4 separate regions of the Mus musculus genome follow, and all the other regions are linked to region 4. The links are chromatin contacts, called in public Hi-C, Micro-C and promoter capture Hi-C maps. All regions are on one chromosome and are shown on one strand. The core of a region is the stretch at or near the end of the contact, and the rest is flanking DNA. Distances in the headings are between cores, read along the strand shown.

Region 1 (3,416 bases), core at 552-3,051, 360 kb after region 4:
ATTAACCACCAGGAAGCTCGCCCCCACAGCCGTCACTTGTCCCTTATGTCCTGGCAGAGCCCGCCCCTCCATCTGGAGCAACCGTTGTCTATCCTCTCCCAAGCAGATGAGGACCCTGAGCTCTGGGACGGGCGAGCGAGCGTGGGACCCAGCACAGATAAATAGTCGCAGGAGCCGTGCGGGCTGGGCTGTAGACTGGGGCGCTAAGAGCTGACAGAGCACCTTGGCGATGTAAGTTCATCGTTCATTCCTCCATTCATCTGTCTGTTCACGGGTCATCCCTGAGCACCTATTGAATGCTAGAACTGGGTGTGCAGTGGTGACCGGGACGTACGAGGTCCCCGCCTCATGCGGCCTTCAGTCTAGTGGACAAAGACAGGCAGGACCTCAGCACGCAGAAGGGAATCGAGGGGAATATAGAGAAGAGACACAGTAGGCATGGGGGAAATGGGGGCTATACAGTTAGCAAGTTCAGGGAGGCCCCTGAGGAGGTGGCATTAAACAGAGATCCATATAGCAAGAATGACACACACCCCAGAGGGCCCTGGGGACCCACATTCTAAGTGACCAAATCAATATGGAGCAGACAAATCAAAAAGGGAAGGCAGGGAATAGGATTGAGCTTGGCTTAATTGTCTCTTAAAGGAGCCATCTTCTAGTGCTGTGACAGTGGCTGTTACATTGCAATGTGAGTTCTGGAGGGGACACTGAGACTCTTGGCTCTGGGTGATGAGGCTAGGCCCTGGGCGAGGGAGACCGCGAGAATCTTGTAGTGTTTCATTCCCAGAGTCCCTATGGATCCAAGGCAGGCAGTGGTGTCATCTAGAACTTGATTTGAACCCGTGGAGGGGGGCTTTGTGCATAGAAGAGGAGGCCTGGAGTCCAGTGCAGGGGCCCTGCCAGAGGCTGGCCCAGCCTGGGCCCTGGAGGCCAGGGCTGGGAGCAGGGAAAATTGAGAAAGGCTGTTTCTCCTGCTGCCGATCGAGCCCCACCCAATCAGGATAAAGAATAAAGCCTCGGAATACCTAAAATTTATCTAATTCTTTGAGATTTGATCACTTTTATTTTCTGTGTCTGGGCATTTGGCTGGCATGCTCTGTGTGTGTGTACCACATGCATGCAGTACCCACAGAGACCGGAAGAGGGCATCAGATCCAGCTGGAGCTGGAGTTACAGATGGTTGTGAGATGCTGTGTGGGTGCTTGGAACTGAACCCAGTTCTTCTGCAAGAGCAGTCAGTGTTCTTAACGGATCTGCTGAGCCATCTCTCCACTCTCCCATGTAATCGTTCAAAGGAAAGTTATCCTGAAGAGTATGGGCTGCCTGGGCCTTTTTAAAGGGAAATAATGAAAGAGTGGGGGTTACCTGTGTGCCTTGGAGTGGAAGCCAGTGTCTGTGGAGGGGAGATTGTCTGGGTCGATCTTGCATTGTTTAGCCAAGGGTGACCCTGGGGTGTGGCCTCTGCAGGTACACAGGCCACACCCAAGTGAACTGTCATAGGTCAGAGAGAGATGGCGGAGTCCCCTAGCAGACTTCTGTCTCATCTGCCGTCCAGAACGTGGGAGGATGAGTGAGGGCCCGTGTATCTCCTCACTTGGAGCTAGAGGGCTCCAGAACACGTGGACTGGCAGAGGAGCCCCACATCAGCTGAGAGAGACAGGCATGAATATCTATGGGTAATGGGCCTGAAGGAAGGGGCTCCTGGGGGAGCCGCCAGAGCCTGTCTTGCCGTATTTCCTGGGCTGTTCTAGCTCAGCCCTGCCCGCCTCCTACCTAGCCCAGACAGCTGTGCCCCATCAAGCGCTGCGCTGGCAGCCGGATGAATTAGAGCGGAGACTGCCAGCCTTGTCCAATTACTGAGGGAACAGATGTGTATGCAGGCGGCTGCCCAAGCTTCTCTTCCACTCACTCGGGCTCTCAGGTGGCCACAGGAGTGGGCAGCCAGCCCATTTCTTCCCCCTGAGGAGGCTCGAGTTGGGCAAGGGAGTTGCTGGCCTCGCTTCTTTCCTGGGCAGACAAGACCTTGGCCTGTAAGTGCTCGGTGAAGTGTGTGTTGAATTCTGCTTTTCCTGGGGTTGAGAGTAATGCTGTCTTCAGAGCGGACAGCTGTGTTCATGCTGGGCTGTGCCAGACCCCCGTCTCGGAGGAGCTGGCCATTGGAAAAGGGCGAAGACTGGGAGCCTTCCTGCTGGAGTTGTTTCCTGGCCTGGAATGCCCCAGTCGTGTGACACTGGAAAGCATTGTAGTTCATAGTGTAGCAACACGTCTTTAGTACCAACCAGAGAGACAGTTGTGCCCCCCTTACTGGGTCACAGTGAGGATTAAATTGTATGGTTAAAGGTCTGGAGAGATGGCCTAGTGGTAACTGCTTCCCACACTAACAAGAACTTGATCCTTGCACTCATATAAAAGAGATCGGTGTGTACTGCTAACCTGTAGCAATCCCAGTGGTGGGGGAAAGAGACAGGTGGGGCTCCAGGCTCAGTGAGAGACCCTGTCTCAAAAAAGAAGGTGGACGTTAGTTGAGAAAGATACCCAGTGTTGACAGTGTTGACTGTTGACAGTGTTGACAGTGTTGACCTCTGACCTTCAGACACTTGTGTGCACACATATGCATGTGCATATGTGTGCACCCCTGATGCAGTTGTGTCCGATGCACTCAAGGTTCAAGGAAGAGAGGTGAACATCCCAGCAGGTCCCCTGGGGGTTCCCACAGGCTGTGGACCGCTGGAGTGTCTGAGGGTTCTTTTTGGGCTCTTGACTCCATTCCAAAGTAGGGGCAGTGGGAGGTCAGGGGAGGACATGCCACAAACCAGGCTTGTCTGAAGGCCACAGGTTTGGGAGGGTAGAGTGTGTCCATTTTGAAATGCTTTAAGTTTTAAAAATTACATTATTTATTTATTTATTTACTTGGGGGGGGCTTTCCATGGTGCGCATTTGGGTATCCATTTTCTTCTCCCCTGCCCCCATGTGGGCTTAGGGCATTGAACTCAGGTCTTTGGGCTTGGCGGCAAGCCCCTTTACCTGCCAAGCCATCTCTCAGGCTCTCTGAGATGCTTGAGGCTTGAGTGCCTTGTAGCCTGGCCCCACAGAGGGCATATAGCCAGACAACTTAGTCCTCAGATTCCCAGGTCGAGAGCCTCTGTTCTGATGGTCACCAGCCTACATTAGCCAGAACTGGTAATAGTTTGTTTTCTCTGGCTATAACAAAATACTTGAGGTTAGACACTGTAAAAAGGAAAAAGGTTTATTTGCCTCACTGTTTTGGAAGCTGGACAACTCATGTTCAGACAGCCCCAGACCTTTCCCCGGTAAGGTCTCAGGGCCATAGCATTATGATAGGATCACATGTGGAGGCCAGTGTTTGGTGAGACTAGAAGGCAGGGTTCATGGTCAGGCTGGTTCATTAGGTGACA
Region 2 (3,203 bases), core at 413-2,912, 310 kb after region 4:
TGCAATTTGTAACAACCAGTCCTGAATCAGAGCCGAGGCTTACTTCTTTCTTGAAGGCTAGCCAACTTAGTTGACCTGAGGCCCGAACCATTTGGCCACCCTCCACATCCTTCCAGTCTGGTAAGGAGGCTGAAGTTTTCACTGAGCCATCTCTCTGCAGGGCACCCACTGTGGTCAGCAATGGGGATGCGGTGGGCGCAGCGATCTCTGGGGTCCGGCGCTCCAGCTGGAAGCGGAAGAGCTCACGTCGAAGTAAGTTGCCCCCTCCACTCCCAGCAAGGAGAACCAAGATGGTCTCTTAGTCTCCAGGCTAAGAGCTGGCACTCATGCTTGAGAGCCCAAGGGAGGGTTGCCACAGACTTGGTGGCTGTCTGTGATGGAGTACCCGCTCACTGTTCTCCAGAGCCCTAGATCGTTAATCCAGCTGTCCATCTGCTCTCAGAGGCTCTGCCAAGAGGTTGGTCAGAGTGAGCTCCCTGGTGACTGGGACAGGCGCTCTGGGAGGAGAAGCCCCTTACAGAACAGCAGCTTCTGGAAGAGCCAGTGTCCAGGGGATGCCTGGCTCCAGGGGATGCTCCAAGTGCCTCAAGTTAGAATGGTGCATTTAGGGGTGAAGCAGGCTGCCATCTCTCCAGCTCCCCCGAGGACCTCTGCCAAAGGACTTGATGTGGCATTTGGGGCTCATCTCTTCAGGGGGTGGGTGAGAGGAAGACAGAAGAGAAAGGGAGGGGCCATTGAGGACTGTCACCACCATCCAGGAGGGGAGGAGTCAGAGTCGTGGTGTTCCAGAGGAGGGTCAGTCTCAACCCACTGGAGCGTGGGATGCATGGGAGGAGGAAGAGGGTATGAGAGACAAAGGCTGGCCAGGCTCTGGATGCTGCAGGACTCAGGAAGACATCCCTTAGAGGTTAGAGTCTTTCTAGGAGGTCCAGGGCTCAGGTCAGGCTAGATTTCCCAACCCCCACTCTGCCCGTCCTGGGGCTAGCATCAGTGTATGGATTCTCTGCAGGTGCTGTGGTCAAGATAAAGGTCTATGTAGCAGGGAGAGAGGCAAGGTGGGGTCTGTGGCGGGCACTGAGAAGGGGGGAGTGGGCTAGAGGAAAGCTGTGAATTGTATCCGCAATGATGAAAGTCAGGACACCCGGATGGCTGCCAGCTGGTCGGTCCTCCATGGCGGCCACCGTATACCCCTGTGGGTGACCTTTCTCCCCTCCGTTACAGTTGACCGCTTCACTTTCCCTGCCCTGGAGGAAGATGTGATTTATGACGACGTCCCCTGTGAGAGCCCAGACGCCCATCAGCCCGGTATGGCCTCTTGTGGCTCTTTTCCTGGCCTTTCTCTAGGTTGGGAAGGGAGAGCCATGCTTAGGTGGTGGTGGTGGGGTCCTCTTCCTCTCCTTCTGTCCCCAGCTTTCACAAACTGCAGATATACAAGCAGCTGATGACCCTGCCCTGGTCTTTGCCGTCCTCAGGTGGCACAGTGCATCTTCCTCTGGGCATCCTCAGTATCTGAAGTCATTTCCATGGGCAACAGCTGCCGGCATATCCAATGTAGAAACAGCACAGCCAGCCCCTCCTTCAAGGTCACATCCAATGTGGTCTGCTGGTCTGTCCCTAGAGACATTAGATCTTGGCATAAAAATAACCTCCCCATGACGGGAGGCAAAGTGCTTGCTACCAAGCAGGAGGCTTTAAGTTTGATCCCCAGAGCCCACATAAGAGATACCTCAGGCTAGCCCGCCTGGTCAAATTGGCAAGCCTCAGGTCCTCAGGAGAGCGCTACATTCAAAAAGCAAGCCTGACAGTTCCTGAGGCATACCCCCCTTCCCCCCACGTGCCCAGTTGGGTTCTGCTCCTCTAGAGAGAGGACACTCAAGTCATTGTCCCCATTCCTCCATTCAAAAGCATTTTCTGCTGTCTTTGAAATCGAGGAGAGTTCCTCCTGGATTCTAGGCCGGGTGCGCCCCCTCCTGGACGCTTGCAGACCCAGAGGGACCGCATGGACCACATGGGATGGTTGAGGAAGTCCCGCCCCTTCCTGTGTCTTCCCATTGATGCATTAGAAATCTTTCAGGGCTCCAGTTGGATTTGATTCTGATGGTTCCTCTCTTCTTTCGTAAAAAATGCCAAAGAGGCTGAGAGTGATCTTGTTCTCAGAGGGATGTGTTAAGAGGGAATTAAGGAGTCCTCCATGTCGAGCGTATTTCTCTTGTGTTCCTGGTTTTTCAGGCCCTTCTCCTATAGAGAGGTGAGGGACATGCTGGCATAGTCTCTGAGGAAGAGGAACTGAGTCTGGGGCCAGACCAGCACACTTGCTCCGTCTTCCCTCCCTTTCCTATGCCTTACCTATTGGGGTTCCAGATCTGGGTGGCTGGGGCCTCGGACTCACCAGATTGTTGCTGGCTGGCAGGGGCCGAGCGGGGCCTCGTTTACGAGGATGTGCATCGTGCAGGAGCACCGCGTGAGACCGAGGACCTAGGCTGGAGCTCTAGTGAGTTTGAGAGCTACAGCGAGGACTCTGGGGAGGAGACCAAACCGGAGGCCGAGCCCACTAAGCACCGAGGGTCCTTCCAGCCCAAGGTGAGGAGCTTGGGGGACGTTTCTCAAAGTCTGGACTCTTTCAGGAAGGGATGTGGGTGGTGAGGACCAGGCACTAGACCCCTGTCTGGGGACCATCCATTTCCAGTAATAGCGAGCGAATGCATGATCAGTAAGATCATTGGGTTATCCTGAGCTAGGAAGTGACCTGGGATCCGCTGTTTGGCCACAGAGGACCTGGACTGGAGACAGGCGCTCCCCCTGCCCCCTGCATTTCTGTACAGACTAGGTCAAGTGCTCATGATGTTCATGGGCTCAGGCCGGTTTTTAGATTTCTTCTTAACCCAGCTAAATGGGTACAGTGGATCCTGGGCTCATTCAACATAGCTCTCCTGCCCTGCCAGGTACATCCTTAGACCCACACAGTGCCATTTGCCCTGGGAGTGGACAGGTGATGGTGGTGTGTGAGCGATGGCCGCATCAGAGCTGCTCTGGCCAGGCGTGTGCTTTCCAGCTGTCTCTACCTCACGCAGCCTCCTTTCTCCCGTGTGTTACACGAGGAGCCTCTGGGCTGGAGATCTGGTTCTCCTTCTCCTGCTCCGTCCCTGCTCCTCTCGCGTTCCATGCGGAGTCTGAGATTCTGTAGGCAAAGCTGAAGGGTCCTG
Region 3 (3,105 bases), core at 430-2,929, 280 kb after region 4:
AACTATGTGATTATTTATTCATTCAATAAGTAGTTATTAAGCACCTACTGTGTCCAGGTTCCCGCCAAGGCATTTTATAGGAATGGCTACTTTATTGATTTGTCTATTTATTTGCAGTGCTAGGGCGTCCTATGGCTCATTTAACTCTTCCTGTGCCCTGTGTGGTAAGGGCTTTCAGTGGAAGAGGAAGCCAGGATCAGATAAATGAACTAGTGTGCTTCAGGGTCCTGCCCTGCTCATGGGGCCACATGGAACCTACACATATGGTGGCAGAACTCATTCTTCGTAAGATGGTGGCCAAAGTCTGACAGTGGCACATAGGGCATTGCAAAGATATGTGGTAGGACAGAGGTGGCTTCAGAGCAGAAAGGGTCAGGGGTGGTGGCCTCCCTTTGCCACTGTGAAAGCAGGGCACGGCAGGGTGGGCGGAAGCGTAGGGCTCTGTGATTTCAATATAGTGGGGAAGGAAGCTGAGGTGAGAGAGCAGGGAGCACTACCAGCTGGGATGTGGAAGAGAGCAGGGAGCACCTACTGGGATGTGGAAGAGTGGGGAGCACCAACTGGGAGTGGCAGGGAGCACTAAATGGGATGTGGAAGAGCGGGGAGCACCAACTGAGAGTAGCAGGGAGCATCATATGGGATTTGGGAGAATGGGGAGCATCAACTGGGATGTGGGAAAGTGAGGAGCACCAACTGGGAGAGCAGAGAACATCACCTGGGATGTAGGTAACCCCCAGAAGTCTCTTGAGGCATGCCTCTGATAGCCATCTCTAGTCCATTTTGTCAGTTGATTATGAAAGAGAGTAGGAGTTTGGGGAAGTTCCCTGCCTGGGCCAAGGTCATGGTCCTGACTCTGTTCAAAGACCGTGGGGGTTCAGGACTCAGAGCTCCATCCAGCTTCCCCTGGCCCTTTCCACACCCCAGGTAGACAGACAGCATCTTTTCTTGAAGTCAAGTGTAAGGGAGGCTGGTGAAAGTGCTGGCCCGATCCCGCGGCATCTTGCCAGCTCCTGCGAACTTCGGACACTGGGAACAGACAGCCTTGGGGCTCAGCTATGGACTAGCTCTGATTAAACTTGACTGTGGGCAGCTCTGAGCCTCAGTTTCCTCTGTGGATGTGGATTGGTGGTGCCAGGCAGTCTGGCTTGGGGCAGGGTCAGAGTATATGAGCCTCCCCCACCTTGCTCCAGAGATGCTGAGAGCAGCTGAAGGCCACTCTGAGCTCCCTGGGAAGGGACAGCACCCCACACAGGGCACGGCTTGATCTCTCTGAGAGTTCAGCCAGGGCTCTCCTAGGCTAGGTGGCCCCAGGTCCTCCGAGTGCCTTGGGCTTGACCTTGTGTTTATCTGGAGGCGGCAGACTCTGCTGCCCAGCTTCCCCCGTCATGGATGGGTGAGCCAAGCTGTTTTTAGCTGAGTTTTACAGACGCTTTCCTGCTGAGCGCTCGCTCCCTGAGGTCAGAGAGGAAGAGTCCGTGACAGACTAGAGCAGGGGTGGCTCTCAGAGTGCCTTCCACTCTGCACATCCAGCCTCGTCTCTTCCCTGGAAAGCCGAATGAGCATCCTAGTCCCCACTTGCTGCCCACAGAACTGACGGTGGCCACCATAGCGGTCCAGGGTCCCGGCCTCCTCACTGGGCCACGTGCTTCTGACTCATCCAAGGAAGAATGTGGTGTTTTGGGAGAAGTTTTTAAAAATAGCCCAAGTCCTTCTCAGCCCTGCCCCACCCATTTCTCCTGACCAGTCCCTGGAGAGGGACTCAGATCTCATTCCACACTGGTTTTGGGGGTGCCTTGCCTCTCGCACAGCCTAGGGTATGGTGAGGGTATCAGGCAGGTTCTCTCAGATGAAGTATGTGGGTGCAGGCTGAGGTAAGAGGAGGAGGCCTACTCTAAGAGTGGGTGCTGTGTTTGCCTTCTTCCTCAGGAAACTGCCTGGGGGCAAGGAAACCTCCCCTCCATCCCTCCCTCTGTCTCTCTCCGTCCCTCCGTTCGTCTGTCTGTCCCTCCCTCCCTCCCTCCCTCCCTCCCTCCCTCCCTCCCTCCCTCCCTCCCTCAGTTGATGCATAAAACCACAGCTTTCATCATAAAGGGAATAAGAGAGAGTTTACTCTGGAGCCATTTTGAGTGACCATAGCCTGAGAACACAGATGTTTTAAGTTTCCACACAGTGTACGTTCCAACATGGACGCAGTTTTATGAAGTTTTTGTAGCTCCACAGAACAACAAACAAAGGTCACAAATTAAGGCGAGTTGAAAGCATCTTGGTGGGCCCATTAGAGAGCAGGTACAGCAAGGTGAGGGGAAAGGAGAGCTACTCTTCAGGCCCAAGAGGCTCTCTGGTGACACGCTTAGGGTTCGGATTGGTGAGAGGTAGTCACCTGCTGAATTAATAGATGGCAAAAAAGTTTTTATCCTAGGGGGCCAAGGAATGGCATCCCTGGAGGGCCAGAACTTAGCCCAAGATTAGGTAATCAGTTTCTGGACTGGTAACATTCCAACCTCCACAGGCCTGCATCAGCCAGTCAGCTCCTGAGGGAAGACGTCTTTTCTTCACTCCTCACTCACTAGGTCCCCCTAGCTCCTCCGAGTGCCAGGCTGTGCTCCCGGGGCTGTGGGTAGTGTGAATACAGCCATCATGCTCGCCTCTGTGGTGGTCACTGGCTAGGAAGGGGGAAGGGATGGGGCCGACACCTAAGGGTGTGAGGCTGTAGCTCAGGAGGCAGACCGCTCACCTGGCATGCACAGAGGCCGGGATTCGATCCCCAGACTCATAAACCACATATGGGAGCCCAACCCTGTAATCTCAGCATTTGGGAGGTAGAGGCAGGGGGATTAGCAGATTTAAGGTCACCCTGGGCTATGTAACAAGTTTGAGGCCAGCCTGGGCTACATGAGACCCCATCTCAAAAAAGCAAATGAGGGGCCAGAGAGATGGCTCAGCAGTTAAGAGCGCTTGCTCTGTTTTGCAGAGGCCCTGGATTCAGTTCCCAGTACACACATTAGGTTTCTCACGCCTATACCTCCTGTTCCAGGGGATCCAATGCCCTCCTCTGGCCTCTGTGAGGAGGAAGAGGCCTAAAATCCACAGCAAAGCTGTCAGGAA
Region 4 (3,241 bases), core at 500-2,999:
GGCCTGCGTACAGCTTCCTCTGGGCAGGTTATGGTCTAGGTTGTGCTGACTCTTGGTGTTGGGGAACTCTCTGTGAACTGAGTCCTGGCTGAGGCTAGTGGACACCTGTCCCCTTGCCCTCCACTGTGCTGGGCCTCTCTCTGCTTAGGTGGAGCAAGGACAAGGACTTAGGCACAGACCCCCTTTCTTCCTTAGCCCCCAGCAGAGGCAGCATGCCAGTCTTTCAGAGAGTCCCCACAGTGCCCCGGCAGGCAAGCTGACAGGCATGGTGACAACTGTGGCTTAGGGCCCAGGATCCTGGCTTACCCCTTGGCAATGCCCAGTTCAGAGCAGGGAGTGGGGAGAGATGGGCACCCTCCCAGGCCACTGGCGCCTAGACCACACCCCACCCCTGTGTTATAATCCTGCTTTGGGGTCTATATGAAGGCCCACTGAAGTCCAGGCCCAGGTGAAGTGGAGGCTGGGGCTGAGGCTTAAGGGCTAAAGGAGCAGAGAGGGGCCCCGTCTTAGGCTTGCTGAGACCAGCGGGAACCGGGGCCTCCTGTGAAGTGGCCGAGCAGTGGGAAGGAGCTGGAGAGCGGGCAGAAGAGCATGAGGGGGTGCTTAGGTGGGCTTTGGGAGGCTCGGGAGAGTCAGGCGCTTTAGTGTCAGAATGGTCTGGGAACACGGCCCATAGAGGATGTACAGGCACAGAATCTGGCATGCCCCTCCCTCCAGCATGAAGCCCTTCCTCCCTCGCAAGGCAGAACACTGAGAGTGCTCGGAGCAGATGGTGGCTTCAGTGTGGCCTCTCAGGCTGCTCAGACTACTCCTTCCCCATAGCACCTTTCCTAGGTCCCACACTATACCCTATCAGTTTCTCTGGGTTTGTGGGACACACTCTGCGAGATTCCTTCAGCCTTCTGTCTCAGGTACCCTGACCCCCATCGAGCGAGCGTGTGGGCAGAGAAAATGGGGAAGAAACGGGCCCTGGCTCCCAGGGCCATAGCGGGTGGAAAGTGACCCCTCTCTGATCTCAGGGTGAAGTCAGGAAAGGTATTTGGGGACACAGCTCACAGCCAGTGCCCCGGGACAGGCAACCACCAGCAACCCCCCGGAGGGTGAAATCGGATAAGTACCAGGCCAGATTCCACGTGGGCAGTTCCCCTTTGGACAAGTCAGTCCCCAGCACATCCCAGGCTGTTTCTGCTTGCAGGGGTAGGCAGTCCACTGGTGGAGGAGGCTGGGCTGGGGTGAAAGGTCAGCCAAGAAGGAATGGGGGAGTGAAAGGGGCGTGTTACAGAGAGCCCATGTGTGTTAAAGTCACCCAGGAGAGGGGCTGGAAAGACCAGTCATGAGAAGGCTAGATTTAGGGAGTAGTCTCAGAGAGGAGGCTGTGACAGGGGCTGTAACTGTGTGTCTTAGAGGGGCCTCAGGATTGCATGGAAGTGGATCCTGGCCTGGACTCTCTCTGGATTTCTGAGGATCTCGAATTGAGGGGCAACCTGGATACTGGAGCCAGGTCCAGGGTCTCAAGATTTGTGAAGGGTAGGTGAGAGGGTAACTCTCTCTCGGCTCACCTGTAGACATCGGTCCAGAGCTGCGTGCCCAGCACGTACACCGCCTCCACGCGGCTCCCATACTGCAGCCGCACGGTCCGTTCCCGCAGCATATTTTCCCGTATAGGCGGCTGCATTCCGTGCTGCTCCCAGGAATAAGCACCTGCTGCAGGTAAGCCCTCCGCTGCTGCGCCTGCGCTCGCTGCCGAGCAGCCGGCGGCCTTAAGCAGCAGCCGGGGGCGGGGCGTGGGCGGGGCTTCCCGCCGGACTCCTCTTGGATTGGATCTGCAAACCCGTCCGTCAAGCCTGGCCCCGCCCTCCAAGCCCCTCTGCCCGCAAGTTGTCAATTCCTGTTTTCCGTGTTTGGCTTGTTCATTCTTTTATTCAGTAAATTCCCCTTTCTGGACGCTCCCCCTCACCTCCAGCTCCGAGGGGCAGAAAGTGCGAGCAGGAGTAGCCGAAGGGACAGGGCAGGAGTGAATAGGTGGCAACCAAAGCCAGTCTGGGGCCGGAGAATGCTTCTCAGAGGAAACCCTGAGGCTTCTTAAAGATCTTGGCAACACCAGGGGGTGGAGAGGAGCCTCCTGAACACCTTCTGGAAGCTGGACACCCCCCATATTAGATCCACATTGCCATGAGAAATAGGGAGTGGGGTGGAGTGGGGGGAACTGTGGCCCTGGCAGGGACCAGAATGCTAAGCCCAGGCATGAGAGCGACAGCATGAGCCTGGAATGGGGCTATCTGGGAGTGCATTCTGGCTGCCCCAGACAGCGTTGAGCATACTGAGCTGGAGCCAGTAGTGAAGACCCCGGATGGGGCGTGAGAGGACTGGCGAGGAGAGGACTGATCTGTGTGGTGTTTATGGATGGAGATTTGGGTGGCTCCCGGTGGCTGGGAGGATGTGCCTGGTTGAAGGACAATGGGCTGACGGGGCAGAGGATTAGGGCTCCAGCCTGCGACACCAAAAGACGTGCCAAGGTAGAGGTCAATGTATGGTCCTGAAGGCCAAGGTGCACCGTGACATCTAGTGGCAGGGTGGGGTCTGAAGCACTCTGAACCCCACCCTCAGGCCCTTTCTTTCTGAACTCAACCCTGGGGCTATGCAATTTGAGGAAGTGGCTTTTTCGTTAAGGGAATGGAGACTGAAGGGCGGGTGGAGGGGTGAATGTTGGAGAGGGAGGGGGACTGAAGGGAGCCCCAGCAAAGGGCACACTGAATTAAACGCATTGCTCATAGGTATGCCCAGGCACGCCCAGCGGCCCTCGACTCCATCCTTCTCCTCCAGATGCCCAAATTAGGAGATGGTAAAGACCCCAGCTGTTCCTGGGTATCAGGGATCTAGGAGGAATGTGGGTGGAGAAGCAGAGAGCCAGAATCTCAGCCAGAGGGGTCACTGTCTCCTGAAAGGCTTGGGGTTCAGATCCTGGGAGAAGCTGCTAACTTCTGATTGGTCCCTGGGAGAGCGTTCTCCAATCAGGAGGCAGCTTGTGGGAAAGAATCCAAGAGGCACCAGACTGGGAACCCCTGCCCTGCTAAGGTGGGCTCGGGTCTGAGGACCCCTCTGCAGGCAAGCAAGAGTTCCCACCTCCAACACGGGCAGAACGGTCCTGTATGTCACTCACTCCTTCCATGTCTCCTGTCAAGCAAGTGAGTCCCAGCAGAGCCAGGGTTGTGCGATCAGGCAAAGGCTGTGGTTACCCAGC

The links. Promoter capture Hi-C pulls out the DNA fragments that hold promoters and counts their contacts. Hi-C and Micro-C count contacts between places; a contact is called where the count stands out from the background.
Region 1: a Hi-C map of the N1E-115 cell line shows a contact between it and region 4, with 6 times the contacts expected there. The contact joins the enhancer-like site here to the promoter of Padi2 in region 4. A contact is called at or near these places in 9 of 39 promoter capture datasets (the 3T3-L1 cell line, the C10 cell line, the HPC-7 cell line and 6 more), 13 of 484 Hi-C or Micro-C datasets (B cells, the N1E-115 cell line, cerebellum and 7 more) and 2 of 115 datasets of contacts at active chromatin or transcription factors (embryonic stem cells and large pre-B cells).
Region 2: a promoter capture Hi-C map of neural stem cells shows a contact between it and region 4. The contact joins the enhancer-like site here to the promoter of Padi2 in region 4. A contact is called at or near these places in 2 of 39 promoter capture datasets (hippocampal neurons and neural stem cells), 1 of 15 datasets of contacts at CTCF or cohesin (large pre-B cells), 20 of 484 Hi-C or Micro-C datasets (the Ba/F3 cell line, the G1E-ER4 cell line, the HL-1 cell line and 13 more), 2 of 115 datasets of contacts at active chromatin or transcription factors (embryonic stem cells and pancreatic cancer cells) and 1 of 9 other capture datasets (adipose tissue).
Region 3: a contact with region 4 is called in a Micro-C map of palatal mesenchyme, with 2.0 times the contacts expected there. The contact joins the enhancer-like site here to the promoter of Padi2 in region 4. A contact is called at or near these places in 1 of 39 promoter capture datasets (hippocampal neurons), 1 of 484 Hi-C or Micro-C datasets (palatal mesenchyme) and 3 of 115 datasets of contacts at active chromatin or transcription factors (embryonic forebrain, embryonic stem cells and pancreatic cancer cells).

What each region holds. Positions count from the first base shown.
Region 1 is chr4:140,548,611-140,552,026 of GRCm38.p6, reverse strand. All of the region lies in intron 22 of Arhgef10l (Rho guanine nucleotide exchange factor (GEF) 10-like), which reads left to right. Among named protein-coding and RNA genes, the nearest start is that of Gm42335, 55 kb to the left of the region's middle. Within about 2 kb of position 1,801, at least 19 of the 459 cell types and tissues checked have an H3K27ac peak or open chromatin away from gene starts, as enhancers often do. A contact at or near this core is called in the N1E-115 cell line, cerebral cortex and hippocampal neurons, where this site is marked.
Region 2 is chr4:140,591,195-140,594,397 of GRCm38.p6, reverse strand. Arhgef10l (Rho guanine nucleotide exchange factor (GEF) 10-like) reads left to right here. Exons shown (of 29, transcript NM_001290803.1): 5 at 161-252; 6 at 1,222-1,305; 7 at 2,411-2,580. Among named protein-coding and RNA genes, the nearest start is that of Gm42335, 12 kb to the left of the region's middle. Within about 2 kb of position 1,662, at least 16 of the 459 cell types and tissues checked have an H3K27ac peak or open chromatin away from gene starts, as enhancers often do. A contact at or near this core is called in neural stem cells, where this site is marked.
Region 3 is chr4:140,629,370-140,632,474 of GRCm38.p6, reverse strand. The region is part of intron 1 of Arhgef10l (Rho guanine nucleotide exchange factor (GEF) 10-like); the gene reads left to right. Among named protein-coding and RNA genes, the nearest start is that of Gm42335, 26 kb to the right of the region's middle. Within about 2 kb of position 1,679, at least 113 of the 459 cell types and tissues checked have an H3K27ac peak or open chromatin away from gene starts, as enhancers often do. A contact at or near this core is called in palatal mesenchyme and pancreatic cancer cells, where this site is marked.
Region 4 is chr4:140,904,868-140,908,108 of GRCm38.p6, reverse strand. It overlaps Padi2 (peptidyl arginine deiminase, type II), which reads right to left and starts at 1,749. Exons shown (of 16, transcript NM_008812.2): 1 at 1,560-1,749. The coding sequence starts at 1,675.